4 separate regions of the Mus musculus genome follow, and all the other regions are linked to region 2. A link is a contact called in public HiChIP or PLAC-seq and promoter capture Hi-C data. All regions are on one chromosome and are shown on one strand. The core of a region is the stretch at or near the end of the contact, and the rest is flanking DNA. Distances in the headings are between cores, read along the strand shown. Region 1 holds the start of Eid2b (EP300 interacting inhibitor of differentiation 2B). Region 2 holds the start of Tmem145 (transmembrane protein 145). Region 3 holds the start of Dll3 (delta like canonical Notch ligand 3). Region 4 holds the start of 2310022A10Rik (RIKEN cDNA 2310022A10 gene).

Region 1 (3,320 bases), core at 132-2,631, 3.0 Mb before region 2:
TTTGAAAAACCCTACAGAAAACACAAATCTGTATGGATACCTATTTTCAATTTGGCAGATAAGTTTAACTTCCCATAGTATCTTTTGCAGAATTTGAGTCTTGTGTCTGTATTATTTAAATAATCACTCATCTATTTCCGCATGGTTACAACTACACAAGGTCTGGAAAAATATTCATCTCACAACACATACATGGTTTTCCCTATCTGAATATTTACAACTCGTCTACAGAACATCAAACACAAGAAGTAACGATACATGGATCTTGTCAGCTGACGATGGGACGACCCTCAATTCTGAAATGTCCAAGTGGTTTACAGCTTTCTTCTTACTCAGTAAAACCCGGGAGGAACAGAATCTAGCAAGCACATCCCCTGGTTTCTTCCCGCATCTCCGCTGATTTCTATGGTCTTTTTCATTGATATTTCTTAGACTTCATCTTTGCAAAACCATCGTCCTTCGCAGTGAAGCAACCATGATTTTCAACAAATGCAGGGGAGGGAAAGATTGCTGACAGTCACAAGGTGGAAGTCAGAAGAGTCCTCTTTGCTTGTCAGCCTCAAGCCTCAAGTGCCCTTCTCTCTCCCGGCCTGCTTCATTCCACCCTGCCCACGGCTGGATTCTGGCATGGATTCCCCACCTCATGACATTTGCCCAGACATCTGCCTTTGCCCTTGATTCTAGGAGTCACCTGACTTCCTGGCCACCAATCTTTTATTTTTATTTTTTATTTTTAAAAGACAGTCTCCTGTAGCCCAGGCTGGCCTCCAACTCGCTACATGGCGGAGGATGACCTTGAAGTCCGGTCCTCCGGCCTCCTTCCTCGGAGGTTATAGGTGAAGGCCACCCCTCAGTCGGCGTTGGGGCCGCGGGCGTCGGAGGCCGTGAGCGCCAGCATGAAGGCGCGGGCGTGCGAGTCCATCTGCGGGGGGTTGGCGTCGAAGGCCGCCTCCCTGGCCCTGCAGCCCTCCACGAACAGCCGGCGGCGCTCCTCGATTTCGTGGAGCAGCCTGGTGGGGATCAGGGGGTTGGTGTGCAGATAGTGTTGGAACATCCGCTGCTCGTACAGCTCTAGGAGGAGGAGCGGCGCGTGGACGTGCGGGATCGCCATCAGGCCCGCCACGCCGGGGAACTGCCCGGGAGCCAGGCCCGGGGCCGGCGCCATGGGCTGGGAGGCTGTGGCCAGCGGGTCTTCCTGGGCTTCGGGGACCGGACTGCCTCCGCCCAGTCCCACCTGCAGGACGTCGCCGACGCCGTTCATGGGGCTCAGGTCCGGGATCCTGCTCTCTCCGGGAAGCTCGGACATTGCCACCGTTGAATCCTCAGAAGCACCGGCTCCGGCGGCAGCGTGAAGATGTGCGCATGCGCGGGCCTCGGCGCCCTGGAAAACAAAAGTGCTTGCGCAAGGACGGGTGCCCGGACCTCTATCGCCCTCTAGGGGTGCCATGTGCCATTACCGCCACGGCCGCCTCAAGTTCTGAACCAGCAGGGGCGGCATCACATACTTTAATTTATTATTATTATTATTATTATTATTATTATTATTATTATTATTATTATTATTATTTTATTGCCTTGTTTGAGGCAGCGTCCATGTACATTTGGCTGGCCTGGAACTCATATATACACTCAGATCTGCCTGCTTCTGCCTCCAGAAAACTGGAATTAGCGGTGGTGGCGGCGCACGCCTTTAATACCAGCACTCCGGAGGCAGAAGCAGGTGGATCTCTGGAGCCAGATCCAGGACAGAGAAACCCCGTCTCAACAAACAAACAAACACATATATGGATGTTTTGTTACATATCTGTATATGTAAGCCATATGTGTGTCTGGATCCTAAGAAAATCTGAAGACGGTATCGGTAACTAGAGTTCCAGGGTGTTTGTGAACTGGGCTAGAGATAGCTCAGTGGCTGAGAACTTGCCTAGGGTGTAAGGTCTTGGGTTTGACCCCTATCTGAGAGACAGAGAAGAGAGAGAGGGGAGGGGGAAGGAAAGGTGGGGAGGGAGGAAGCAAGGTAGTTTTGAGCTACCACACAGGTTTTGGGAACTGAACCTGGGTTGTCTGAAAGAAAAAGTGCTTTTAATCTCCGGACTGTTTTTTAGTGTGTCTGTGTAAGTCGGAACCGTGCAGCTGTGGAGGTCAAGGTCAACGTCGTGGCCTTCTCTCCTTCCAACCTTATTGAACTCAAGGTGCTAGTCAGTTGTGCTCTACTCTGGCTTCTGTGTCACATTTAGCTTTGAGTGCGCACACGAGTTCGAGCCACGGCAGGTGTATGGAGATCAGAAGATAACTTTTAGGAGTCAGTTCCATCCTACCATGTGGACCCAAACTCAGGTTGTCAGGTTTGGCAAGTGAATGCCTCTACCTAGTGATCCATCTTGCTGGCATATTTTCTTCATTTTTGCTCGTTACGGTTGGTGTAGCCGTTTCTCTCGGCACTTCCATGCCTCTTTCCCCCACGCAGTGGCAGCACTTCCCTTACTTGAGTGTAATACACTGTTGAATCTCCTAGGGTGGCCACTGCCTGTCGATAATCTCAGAAAACAAGAGGGCTACCCGTGGTGGAGCACAGCTGCAATCCCAGTCTTTGGGAGGTAGAGGCAGGAAGATGAGATTATGTTCGTCCTGGGCTACTTGGCAAGTTCTAGGCCAGCCTGGGCTAATGTGAAAAGTGTGCTAAGAGTCTGAAATGCAGCTGTATCTCCGCCACGTAATCAACTCTGCACCTGCCTTCTCGTGCCTTTGAGGAACCCAGAGGCCACATGTCTCCAACCTGTCAATGCTGTCCCCAACACTCGCATCTGGAGCTCAAGCCTGTAACCCCAGCTACCTAGGTGTCCAATGCCGAAAAAGTTCAAGGGTAGCCTGGGCTACAGACTTCAAGGACAGTCTGGGCAACTAAGACCATGACTCAAAGTAAAAATAAGCCTAGGGTTAGAGGACCAGCGAGATGCTCAGCAGGTAATGCTGAGGATGTCTTCAGTTGCATCCCCTGGACCCACAGAGTGGGAGGAAGGCCAACTCCTGCAAGCTGTCTTCTGGCACTATGTATATACTGTGGGAGATGCACTCGTACTGCCTGGGAGTGTAGCTCAGTGGTGCTGCTCTGGGCTCAATCAGCACTTGAGGCTGAGGCAGGAGGAGCTCTGTGAGTTCAAGGTCACCCTGGTCTACATAGAGTTCTAATCCATCTAGGGCTACACACAGTGAGACCCTGTCATACACACAAAAAAGCTTGTTAGTAAAATTGAAAAGAATATAAAGACCATGCTGTGTTAGTCTCAACATGATCCCATAATTCGTCATGGTGCATCTGA
Region 2 (3,250 bases), core at 120-2,619:
CTGATCACCGACTCCTTGGCCAAACAGTCCTAGGGCAAGGCAGAGGCATGGTCACCCTCTGAATGGCTGTGGCCTTCTGTCCCTGGACACCCCTCACATACCCACTCTTCACAGCTCTCACCTTGTCCCTTGCCTTGTACACCGCTGGCCACTGGGATGGGTCGTCAAAGTAGAGGAGGATGTTCTGACAGCACTTAGCCTGAAGACCCAGAGATTTGGCGGTTGGGGTGTTTATAGCAGTTGGAGAGCTTTTGCCAAGGAGGGCCAAGGGAGTGTCCAGCCTCAGCTAAGGAGAGTGGCTAGGGAGACTCACCTCGGGGTATCGGAATCGGAAGTCCAGTCGTCCATAATCCGAAAGGAAACAAAATCTTGTCAGGAACACCCAATCCTGGCAAAAAGAATCCAGTGAGATCTGAGTCCTTCAAGAACTCAGCTTGACCCTACCCACAGACCCTCAACTTTTCTTCTCTACCCAAAGCCACTTAGCTTCCCAAACACCACAAAGCAGCTAAGTCACCTCCAGAATTCTTTCCAGATCCTTTTGCTGTGTGTCCGATTTTCTGCTGCCCTGGTTTTCTCCCTCAGATGTCCCTCAAGTTTCTTTCCCCCCCACCCCCGTCCTCCTCCTCCCCATCTTCCAGACACACTGAAAAAGACCAGGGATGGCCAGGTGCACATCCCCACCACCATCTGTCCTGGACTCTTTCTCAGCTGCATTCCCCCAGTTACACACACACATGCACACACATGCTGAGAGAGAGAGAGAGAGAGAGAGAGAGAGAGAGAGAGAGAGAGAGAGAGAGAGAGAGAGAGAGAGAGAGAGAGAGAGAGAGAGCAGCCCCAAGGTGGTCCCACAAACCATGCCATCATGACATCCTGGGCAATCTCCCAAACCTTCCTTGCTGGTCCTGAGCAGGCCAGGCAACCTCCACTTGGTGGAGTGAGGGGTGCTGTCCCTTCAGCACCACCATGGTGCAGCTCTGTTCCCCGTAACTCTGACTCTGCCTACCGACCCTCCCCACCCAGGCTGGCCTCGACAGCCACCATGCAACCCCCAACCCACAGCCTTCTCCCTGGTCCGGGCCCCCATTCCTCACGCCCCGGCCCGGGAGGGGCGCAGGGGGCGGGGCGGCATCATCCCCTCTTGGGTCCCGCGGGCCAGGGAACGCTAGGAGATGGCTCGGTGTGCTCACCTCTTTGGAGCTGAGGTTGCCCCGCACGTACTTGGCCCGGGTGCGGGGGTACAGTGGCAGCAGCAAGAGCAGTAGCGGCGGCAGCAGGCGGCGCAGCACGGGCGCGCGGGAGGGCTCCATTCCTCCCGCTCTGGCCTCGGCTCGGCTCCGGCTCCCGCTCCGGCCCGGTGACGGAGGCGAGAGCGCGCGGGCTGGCCAGCGCGCGCCCCCGATTAAAGGGGCCGCTGGACGCAGCGGTCTCCGCCCCCTCCTCCGGGATGGACTAAACTGTCTCCTACTCTTCCCACCTGAGAGAGAACATTCTCTTGTCACCTCACCCCAGCTGTGATCCTCTTCTACAGGCGTCTCAAAGAAACCTCAGGATGCGTGTGTCCTAAACTGAACTCACATTCCCGCAAGCAAGGGTCTTCTTTGGACTGCAGACTCCAGGATTTAACCGAGAAAACCGAGCTCTGTCCTGACCACTGATCCCCAGTTTTGACCCCAAATTATTCTATTATTACCCATTCTCTAGATTTGGCAAACCTTGTGCCCATAGACACACAGAAGATGAGACATTGTTCTGGGACACACACATACACACACACAGTAAAACCTTCTAACAAAACAATCACTCCTGACTGCCTGCCCCACCCCTAGGGTGTGAACCCCAGCTGCTTGAGACAAAGGTGAGATATGGAGGAGCCAGTGCTCTAGCTGCCAGGGCTGGCTTTGTCATGTCCCTACCAGAAGACCTAGGACAAATCACTGGGCCTCTTATCCCTTAGTGTAGTTTGATGCCCCCCACCCCCACCCATGCTGCTATTAATTCTGTCATTTCCCATAGGGCAACTGAGAGTCCTGGGAAGGTCTTCCAGCATCAGACTCCAACAAATATTCCTAGCTTTATCCTTCACCCTCCACTGCAGAAAATTCATTCACTGCTGCTCAAAATGCCATTTCAAAAGCTTTCTGGCTAGACACATCTGCGGGGTAGGGGGACAGGCAATTCTTTGTGAATTCAAGGCCAGACTGGTCTCTGCATTAAATTCCAGAACAGTCAGGACCACATAAGTGAGAATCTGTTTTAAAAATGGGGGAAAAAAAAAAAAGCCAGGCAGTGGTGGCGCACGCCTTTAATCCCAGCACATGTGAGGCAGAGGCAGGCGGATTTCTGAGTTTGAGGCCAGCCTGGTCTACAGAGTGAGTTCCAGGACAGCCAGGGCTGCACAGAGAAACTCTGTCTTAAAAAAAAAAAAGAAAGAAAGAAAGAAAGAAAGAAAGAAAGAAAGAAAGAAAGAAAGAAAGAAAGAAAAAAGAAAGAAAAAGAAAAAAGAAAAGAGAAGGAAAAGGAAAGTATGAACAAAAAGCTTTCTGGCTGGAGATGTAGCTCAGTGGTAATATGTTTGCCTAGCTTATGTGTAAGGTCCTGAATCACATTCCCAAAATAGCAAATAAATGAAATTCCTGGAGTAAGACATGGTACATGCAATTAACCCCAGTACTTGGGAAACAGACTGGTGGATTGCTCCAAATTCCAAGCCAGTCTGGTCTATACCATAGGGAGACTGTCTCAAAAAAAAAAAAAAAAAAAAAAAAAAAGAAAGAAAGAAAGAAAGAAAATTAAAAAAACGGAAGAAAAATTCTAAACAAATTAAAACATACAAACTGAGAAGAAAAAAATAAATGCATGGAAAACTCTGAGTGTAAACTTTTTACCATGTGACCAGTTGTTACCAAGAGGGATGATGAAAAATTTTACTCTATGGGGGTTGGGGGAGTAGAGAGTTGTTACACTTTGTTTTGTTGGGTTTTATTGGGCTCATAGTTCCGGCTGGCTCAGAGGATAACTATAAACTCTGAATCCTCCTGTCTCCACAACCCCAAACAAACACTGAGAGACATGTACCCTCTCCTGTTGGCTCCTGGGGCTCCAACAAGGAAACAGGTGATATATCTATCTTGGCCTTGGAGTTTAGAGCTAAAGAAAGCCCTCCCACTCGGGAGGCAGAGGCAGGTGGATCTCTTGAGTTCAAGCTCAGCCTGGTATATAGAGCAAGTTCTAGGACAGCCAAGAT
Region 3 (3,218 bases), core at 662-3,161, 3.0 Mb before region 2:
GTATAGTCATGTCCCCTCCTCACACCCCAAGACAGTAGTGAACAAGGCTGCTAGGAAGCAGTGTCCTACTGTTCCCTCAGGGGAGATGTAAGGCAGGCAGTTGTGGGGGGATAGAGATAAAAAATGGGGGCAGAGAAAAGGGGAACACATAAGACTATAATTCTAGCTATTCGGGAAACAGGCAGGCAGGAGTGTGGAGGGTTTTGGGCTGGCCACTCTGTCTCAGACTAGGCAAGGGCTGGGGTGGTAGCTCAGCCGGAGTGCTAACCTAACAGGCATAAGGAGTGTTCACAGGAAAGAGAACTGAGGAGAGAAGCAGTGGTTTGGGGCCTTAGAGGTGTTTGTTTGTTTTATATTTTTATATGTCTGGGGGCAGAGTAGGCATGGGCATCCGGTAAGAGAAGAGTGGTGGGGGTAGTTCCTGGCCATGTGGATCCACGGGTGAAAACAGGCTTGGCAGAAAGTGCCCTGCCTAAGTCATCTCACCAGCTGGAAGATGCTGTTTTAGACCGGATGGAATGATCTGGAGCGCCTCTTTGGAAGGTGTGTGCCAGCAGAGTCTACAGTGAGAGGAAAAGCTCCTGGGATGGCTGGTCGGGCAGGCATGATCGTCCCAGGGCCTCAGCCTTTGCTGTTCACAATGTGTTTGCTCCAGGATCCTCCTCACACCCCAGGCCTTAGCAGGGGCTCTGTTTCTGTGCGTAACAAAGTCCTAAACAGCTAAGACTTTCAGAAATCCCTTAAAGTCTGCTTTATTTGTGATTCAGAGCTCTGGAAATACCACCTTGCCTCGTGGTGAAGCAAAACCAGGTGTGGTAGGGTTTTGTGGTATTTTCCTGTATTGGTTTTGAGAAAGGCTTTATGTCGTCTAGGCTGGCTTCTTTCTCTTGTTTGTCCTGCTTCTGCACTGCTGGGATTACAGGTCTGCCATGCCCACCCACGCCTCTTTTTCGACTAAACATTTAGTGGGACTATAGCCGTCTCCCCTCTACAAGACAAATGTGGATATAGGAGCAACTTATATTTTCCCTAAAATTACTAGCTCTGAGTATTAACTTAGTATTTACTGGGGGTGGGGAGTGGGTTTCCTCTGTTTCTGCAGCCTTGCTCACCGTCTGACTTCAGCACACTAGCCTGGGCACCTGCACCTAAATTGTTTTACTTGCCTGGATCCTGCGAAATCCCACCTCCTCGCCCCCCGGGGTGGGATGAGCAGCTCCATTCATCTGGGGTGGAGAGTGGGGCCCTGGTGCCCGAAGACTGAAGACTAATTTCCTGTCCGTTTGCCTCTCACACCTTCCTGAGCCCAAATGGGAGGCCCAGCTGCGGCCCAAGGGGGAGGGGCACGGCCGCCCGGCAGATGGCGACATTTACATACAGCTGGGAGGCCCCTCCAAGACCAGGATCCTAGCCTGGCGTCTGGTGGCGATACTGGCTTCGCGGAGGGGGGGCTTTGTTTTAAGAAGGGGAAACACACATGCATACACACGAGAGGTCTTCCACAAACACACAGGGGTCCACACAAAGAACTCAGGATTCTTCCTCACCGCCTCCTCTGTGGGGCTCCGAAACACAACCTCACACACAGCCGGCTGGAGACGCATTCACTGCACTCATGGGTTCATAGGGTCCTCCACAGCGGACAGGAGCTCACATAAGTACATACATGATAGAGAGGAATGCACCTGTATTTCCGTTCTCCCACTTCAGTACGCACAGTATCTTAGAAATTAACCCCTGCCGCTTTCAGATTGGCGCATGCAATCACACTCAGGATGAACCTCACCAAGTCGCCCACATAGAGTTACTGTATCCCTTTCCCTGGGACCCCTCTCGGCCGGTAGCTAAAAGACTGGCCTGAAGGGGCGGAGCGTCCCCTCAAATATAAGACTCCGGCATCCAGCAGCTGCGACTCCTGAGACTATTTCCCCATCCTGTCCCCCAAAGCAATGGTCTCTCTGCAGGTGTCTCCGCTTTCCCAGACGCTGATCCTGGCTTTTCTTCTTCCTCAGGTCAGATACAGAAAGGAAAGGAACAGATGGGGTTGGGCCGAGACCTGGAGGTCTTAGAGACTTTCATGGGGCACACAGATACCTAGGTCCCTTAACCTTGTGGCCCTCTCTGTCCCAGGCACTGCCAGCTGGTGTCTTCGAGCTACAAATTCATTCTTTCGGGCCAGGCCCAGGCCTCGGGACCCCACGCTCCCCCTGCAACGCCCGAGGCCCTTGCCGCCTCTTCTTCAGGGTCTGCCTGAAGCCCGGAGTCTCCCAGGAGGCCACCGAGTCCCTGTGCGCCCTGGGCGCAGCACTGAGCACGAGCGTCCCGGTCTATACGGAGCACCCCGGAGAGTCAGCGGCTGCCCTGCCGCTGCCTGATGGCCTCGTACGTGTGCCCTTCCGCGATGCTTGGCCGGTGAGTCCAACCTCCACCTCTTTCTGTCCCCCCCCAGCTCCCGACACCATCCCGTGCCCCAGAGCCTTTACTACCCCCTCCTCTCCGAAACCCACATTCCCAGACCCCCTCCGCTATTCTCTTCAGGGATGTCTTAAAACTGGGCTTCTCATCTTTTTGTGGTTGTGTGTGTGTGTGTGTGTGTGTGTGTGTGTGTGTGTGTGTGTGTGTGTGTTATACTCACGAATACGCTTTACAGCGATATGTGGACAATTTCAGTTCTGCCCTTTATTTACCATGTGGGACCCAGGGGGTTGGACTAAGGTTTTCAGTAAGTGTTTTTTACCCAGTGAATCCTCTTCTCATCCTGTTTTGTTGTTATTGTTTGTATTTTGTTTTGTATTTTTAGAGACAAGCCTGGCTGTCTCTGAGTTCACTATGTAGCTAAATCTGGTCGTGAGTTCCTGATCCTCCTGTCTTCACTCACTCCCATCTCCCAAGTGCTGGAGTTATGGGGTGCAATAGCAAGTCGAGTTGGGGTCTTTGTCTTTATTCTAGATCTCTTCTTTGGACCTGGGGCTCCTCTCAAGCACTTTCTTGAGGTCACCTAATCTCTCATGTTTCCAGCCTTAGTTCTTTTGGTTGGGACATCAGGTCACTTACTGAATCCTGGTCCCCATCCCTGTACCCTGCACATCTCAAAAAGAATCAGGGCCCGTATTTGAAATGTAGACATTGTTGGGAACTTTTTCCATATTTTATTTCCTCACCTGTAGATGGGAACACCTTAGTATGTCCTTTTGGACAGGGTCTTGCTAGATACCCCA
Region 4 (3,129 bases), core at 422-2,921, 2.2 Mb before region 2:
TGGAGCCATTTAAGGACGGTCCCACTACTGCTCATCATAGCAGCAGGTACCTGCAGTCTTGGCACTTGGGAAGTTGAGGCTTTTGAGTTCCAGGCCAGGTGTGCTCCGTGGACAGCCCTTACCTCAAAAAGCCGAGGGCTGGGAAACTGCTCAGTGGTGGGGCACTTGCCTAGCGTGTGCCTGGCCTGGGTTCCATTGCCAGGACTTTAAAGTAAATGATAGGACAACCTACTCAAAGGTGCCTGCCATCAAGTCAGACAACAGGAGTTCTGTCGCCTGAACCGGCATCCCACTCGGAGAAAGAGAACTGACTCCCAAAACTTTTCCTAATCTCCACAGAAATGCATGGGCAGGTACATCAATGGGGAAAAAAATTAAAAACAAGTACCTCTGCTTTTCTCCTGGGGGGGGGGGGGGCGGCAGGTGGGGAGGGGCAGAGAGATAAGTAGGCTAAGTAGGTAAAGGCCACCAGGCCAAGCTATCCTCTGGTTTTACATACAGTGTAATAAAACATGTCATTTAAAATTAAAAAATATATATATTAGAGGGGTTAAAACAGCAAACTCAAAGTTCCTACAACTACGTCTGACAGGTATTCATTAAATCTGAACTAAACTAGTGACAGACTGGGACAGTTGTAGACCTAATGTAAGTTGCATGCAGATGTGAGGTGGAAACCAAGTATATAAGACTATTTAGCCACCCTGGCATGATAGCAGAGGCTTTTAATCCCAGCACTGGGTAGAGGGGCAGAGGCAGGCAGTTTATCTGTGAGTTCAAAGCCAACCTGGTCTATGTAGTGAGTTCCACGACAGAAAGAGCTACAAACAGAGACCCAGCTTCAAAAATAATAAATAAGTAAATAAACAAACAAACACACAAACAAAACAACTTTTCAAGTATCTTTCATTTACTGCCCACAAATGAAGAGGAATGTTCTATTTCTATTGTATTTCAAGTTAAGGTTCCCTTCTCCTGGCTAGGATAACAATGCAAAATGCCCCCTTTTAAATTGAGGAACATGCATTAGTCATTATTTTAAATCGCTATTTCAGGACTCAGGAAAGAGGCAAACAATCTTCTTGACTGTTGTTTTGCTTCCTTTGGGCTTCCCTCCTCTATGTTGTTAGAACTCTCAGCTACAATCCCGATCCACCGAGCTGTTGGTATGCCAAAGACATTCATCAGGATCCACACGACGAACATAGGAGCCTGAGATTATCGGTTTTCACTAAACAGAGAAAACTTGGGCTCAGAAAGGTAATGACACAGGCCCAGTTCTTGCAAAGGGAAGCTGGGATTAGAACCCAAACCCGCTGGCCTGCTAGCTCGGGCAGCTCCCGCGCGGGTACCCATCATCAGTGCTAACGAGGATGGAAGAGTAACATGGAGAGCTCTGAGAGCAGAACGGGTGTGCACGACCTGACGTCCCATTACACGGGTTCTACGGTCAGCTTCTGGGCCCCCATTGTACAGAAGAGGAAACTGAGGCTCAGAAAGAGAAATCATTTATCTGATCGTACAGTATGGGCTGCGCGGGAAGTCCAGACCCCCGGCCACCCCGTATCTCCATCCCTAACCTCCTCCGTCCCAGTCCCGCACCTCACCTGGCACTCTGGGGCCCGCACCCCCACGAGGCGCCCGCCCGCCCTCCGGGTCGCGCCAACTGTCAGACACTCCTCCCTCGGCCTGGGCCGCCCGCCCCGGAAGTCCTGCCCTTGATACCGGAAGCCAGACTGCACCTTCCACCAGCCGCTCTAGCCCTCCTAGCCTCCAACCAGCAAGAGAGTGTGGGGCGGCGACCATCACATGACAACACAGAGCCTCGGTCGCGAAGAACGCCGCCAATCAGAAAGGATCAAGTCTAGCCCCCACCCTGCCCGCAGTCTAGCGCGACTGCGCCTGCGCACAGGTGGGCGGGAAGGCGGGGCTAGGTTCTGGAGTAGAAGACTCTGACGTGCAGGTACTGTGCGATCTGGTGCGCGACACCTTGGCTGCCCTCCCTGTGTCACCCTCTCGTCTATAATGCATCTCTTCTATATCGTCCTTGGCCCACTTAGGTGCCCTCATCCCTTCTCTTAAATCATACCCCACTTAAATCGTCACCACCCCTCCCCTTCTGACGCCATGACCTCTCTCACATCGCCCCCTCCTTTAAGAAGTAATTTTTGTTTTTTTGTTTGTTTACAATTAATTGAGTATCTGTGACTGCATTTACCCGAGGAGATCAGAAGATGTCTAATTCCCTGGATTTGTAGTTACGAATGGTTGTGAGCCATCCCATGTGAATGCTGGGTTTTCTAGTTCAGGTCCTTTGGAAGAGCAACAAGTGCTTTTAACTGCTGCACCATCTCTTCAGCACAAACATTGTCCTTTTTATTCATTTTCATTCCCCTTAAGCCCTGATTGGCCTTATATGCTCAGTTTTCTCTTTTTATGTGACAGGGTCTCCTTGTAACCTCAAAGTATGTCAGCTCAGACACGCCCCTGCTGTCCCCAGTGCTCCGCTGGTCACTCTTCCATCTTTGTTAGCACTGGGTACCTGTGCGGGAGATTAGCATTCAGTCACCAGTGCAACTCAGGCTGGCCTTGAATTTTAGATCCAATTGCTCAGCCTCCTGAGTGTGGGGATTGCAAGCACTGATGAGCCGGTCTCTCTGTCATCATTGTCTTAGTCACCCACACATCTCCTTCATGAAACCCCCATTTCCCCTAAATCTCTTCATACCAGTTATTCTTGTACTTCCTGTTTCCATCTCCCCTTAGATTACCCTCAAATCGCCCTGGTGTCTCCATCTCTCCACTAACACATCTGTATTCAGCATTACCCACAAGGAGCCACCCAGCCTTATAGCTTTCCCTCCTCTGTGGGTACACGTTTCACATATTTCCATGGTGTGGGATATTATATGGTATTCTATGGTATCCCAGGGTCCCAGCTTCACCCCTAAACCTGTGGGAAACCCAGGCCACCAAACCATGCCTCTCCAATTCCTGCTTTCCCATTTGTAAAATGCACAGTAGCCAACAGGTTTGTGTGTCTGTAAACCCAATGTCCAGGAGCTAAAGCAGGAGGATCTCTACCTCAGCCTCTGATACATTACAAGTTCAAGGCCAACCTGAGCTACA

The links. Promoter capture Hi-C pulls out the DNA fragments that hold promoters and counts their contacts. HiChIP or PLAC-seq counts read pairs in DNA pulled down with a chosen protein or histone mark.
Region 1: a contact with region 2 is called in a promoter capture Hi-C map of liver, with 4 times the contacts expected there. The contact joins the promoter of Eid2b here to the promoter of Tmem145 in region 2. A contact is called at or near these places in 2 of 39 promoter capture datasets (both in liver).
Region 3: a promoter capture Hi-C map of liver shows a contact between it and region 2, with 2.6 times the contacts expected there. The contact joins the promoter of Dll3 here to the promoter of Tmem145 in region 2. A contact is called at or near these places in 1 of 39 promoter capture datasets (liver) and 1 of 115 datasets of contacts at active chromatin or transcription factors (astrocytes).
Region 4: an H3K4me3 HiChIP or PLAC-seq map of stem cell-derived neural progenitor cells shows a contact between it and region 2, with 5 times the contacts expected there. The contact joins the promoter of 2310022A10Rik here to the promoter of Tmem145 in region 2. A contact is called at or near these places in 3 of 39 promoter capture datasets (cranial neural crest, embryonic stem cells and liver) and 2 of 115 datasets of contacts at active chromatin or transcription factors (astrocytes and stem cell-derived neural progenitor cells).

Annotation. Positions count from the first base shown.
Region 1 is chr7:28,275,767-28,279,086 of GRCm38.p6, reverse strand. Eid2b (EP300 interacting inhibitor of differentiation 2B) reads right to left here and starts at 1,381. Exons shown (of 1, transcript NM_001177427.1): 1 at 1-1,381. The coding sequence starts at 1,306. The coding sequence ends at 851.
Region 2 is chr7:25,304,227-25,307,476 of GRCm38.p6, reverse strand. Tmem145 (transmembrane protein 145) reads right to left here and starts at 1,369. Exons shown (of 15, transcript NM_183311.2): 1 at 1,194-1,369; 2 at 314-388; 3 at 122-199; 4 at 1-29. The coding sequence starts at 1,313.
Region 3 is chr7:28,300,478-28,303,695 of GRCm38.p6, reverse strand. Dll3 (delta like canonical Notch ligand 3) reads left to right here and starts at 1,911. Exons shown (of 9, transcript NM_007866.2): 1 at 1,911-2,012; 2 at 2,131-2,412. The coding sequence starts at 1,950.
Region 4 is chr7:27,551,832-27,554,960 of GRCm38.p6, reverse strand. It overlaps 2310022A10Rik (RIKEN cDNA 2310022A10 gene), which reads right to left and starts at 1,671. Exons shown (of 10, transcript NM_175107.5): 1 at 1,608-1,671. Pld3 (phospholipase D family, member 3) reads left to right here and starts at 1,743. Exons shown (of 14, transcript NM_011116.2): 1 at 1,743-1,963.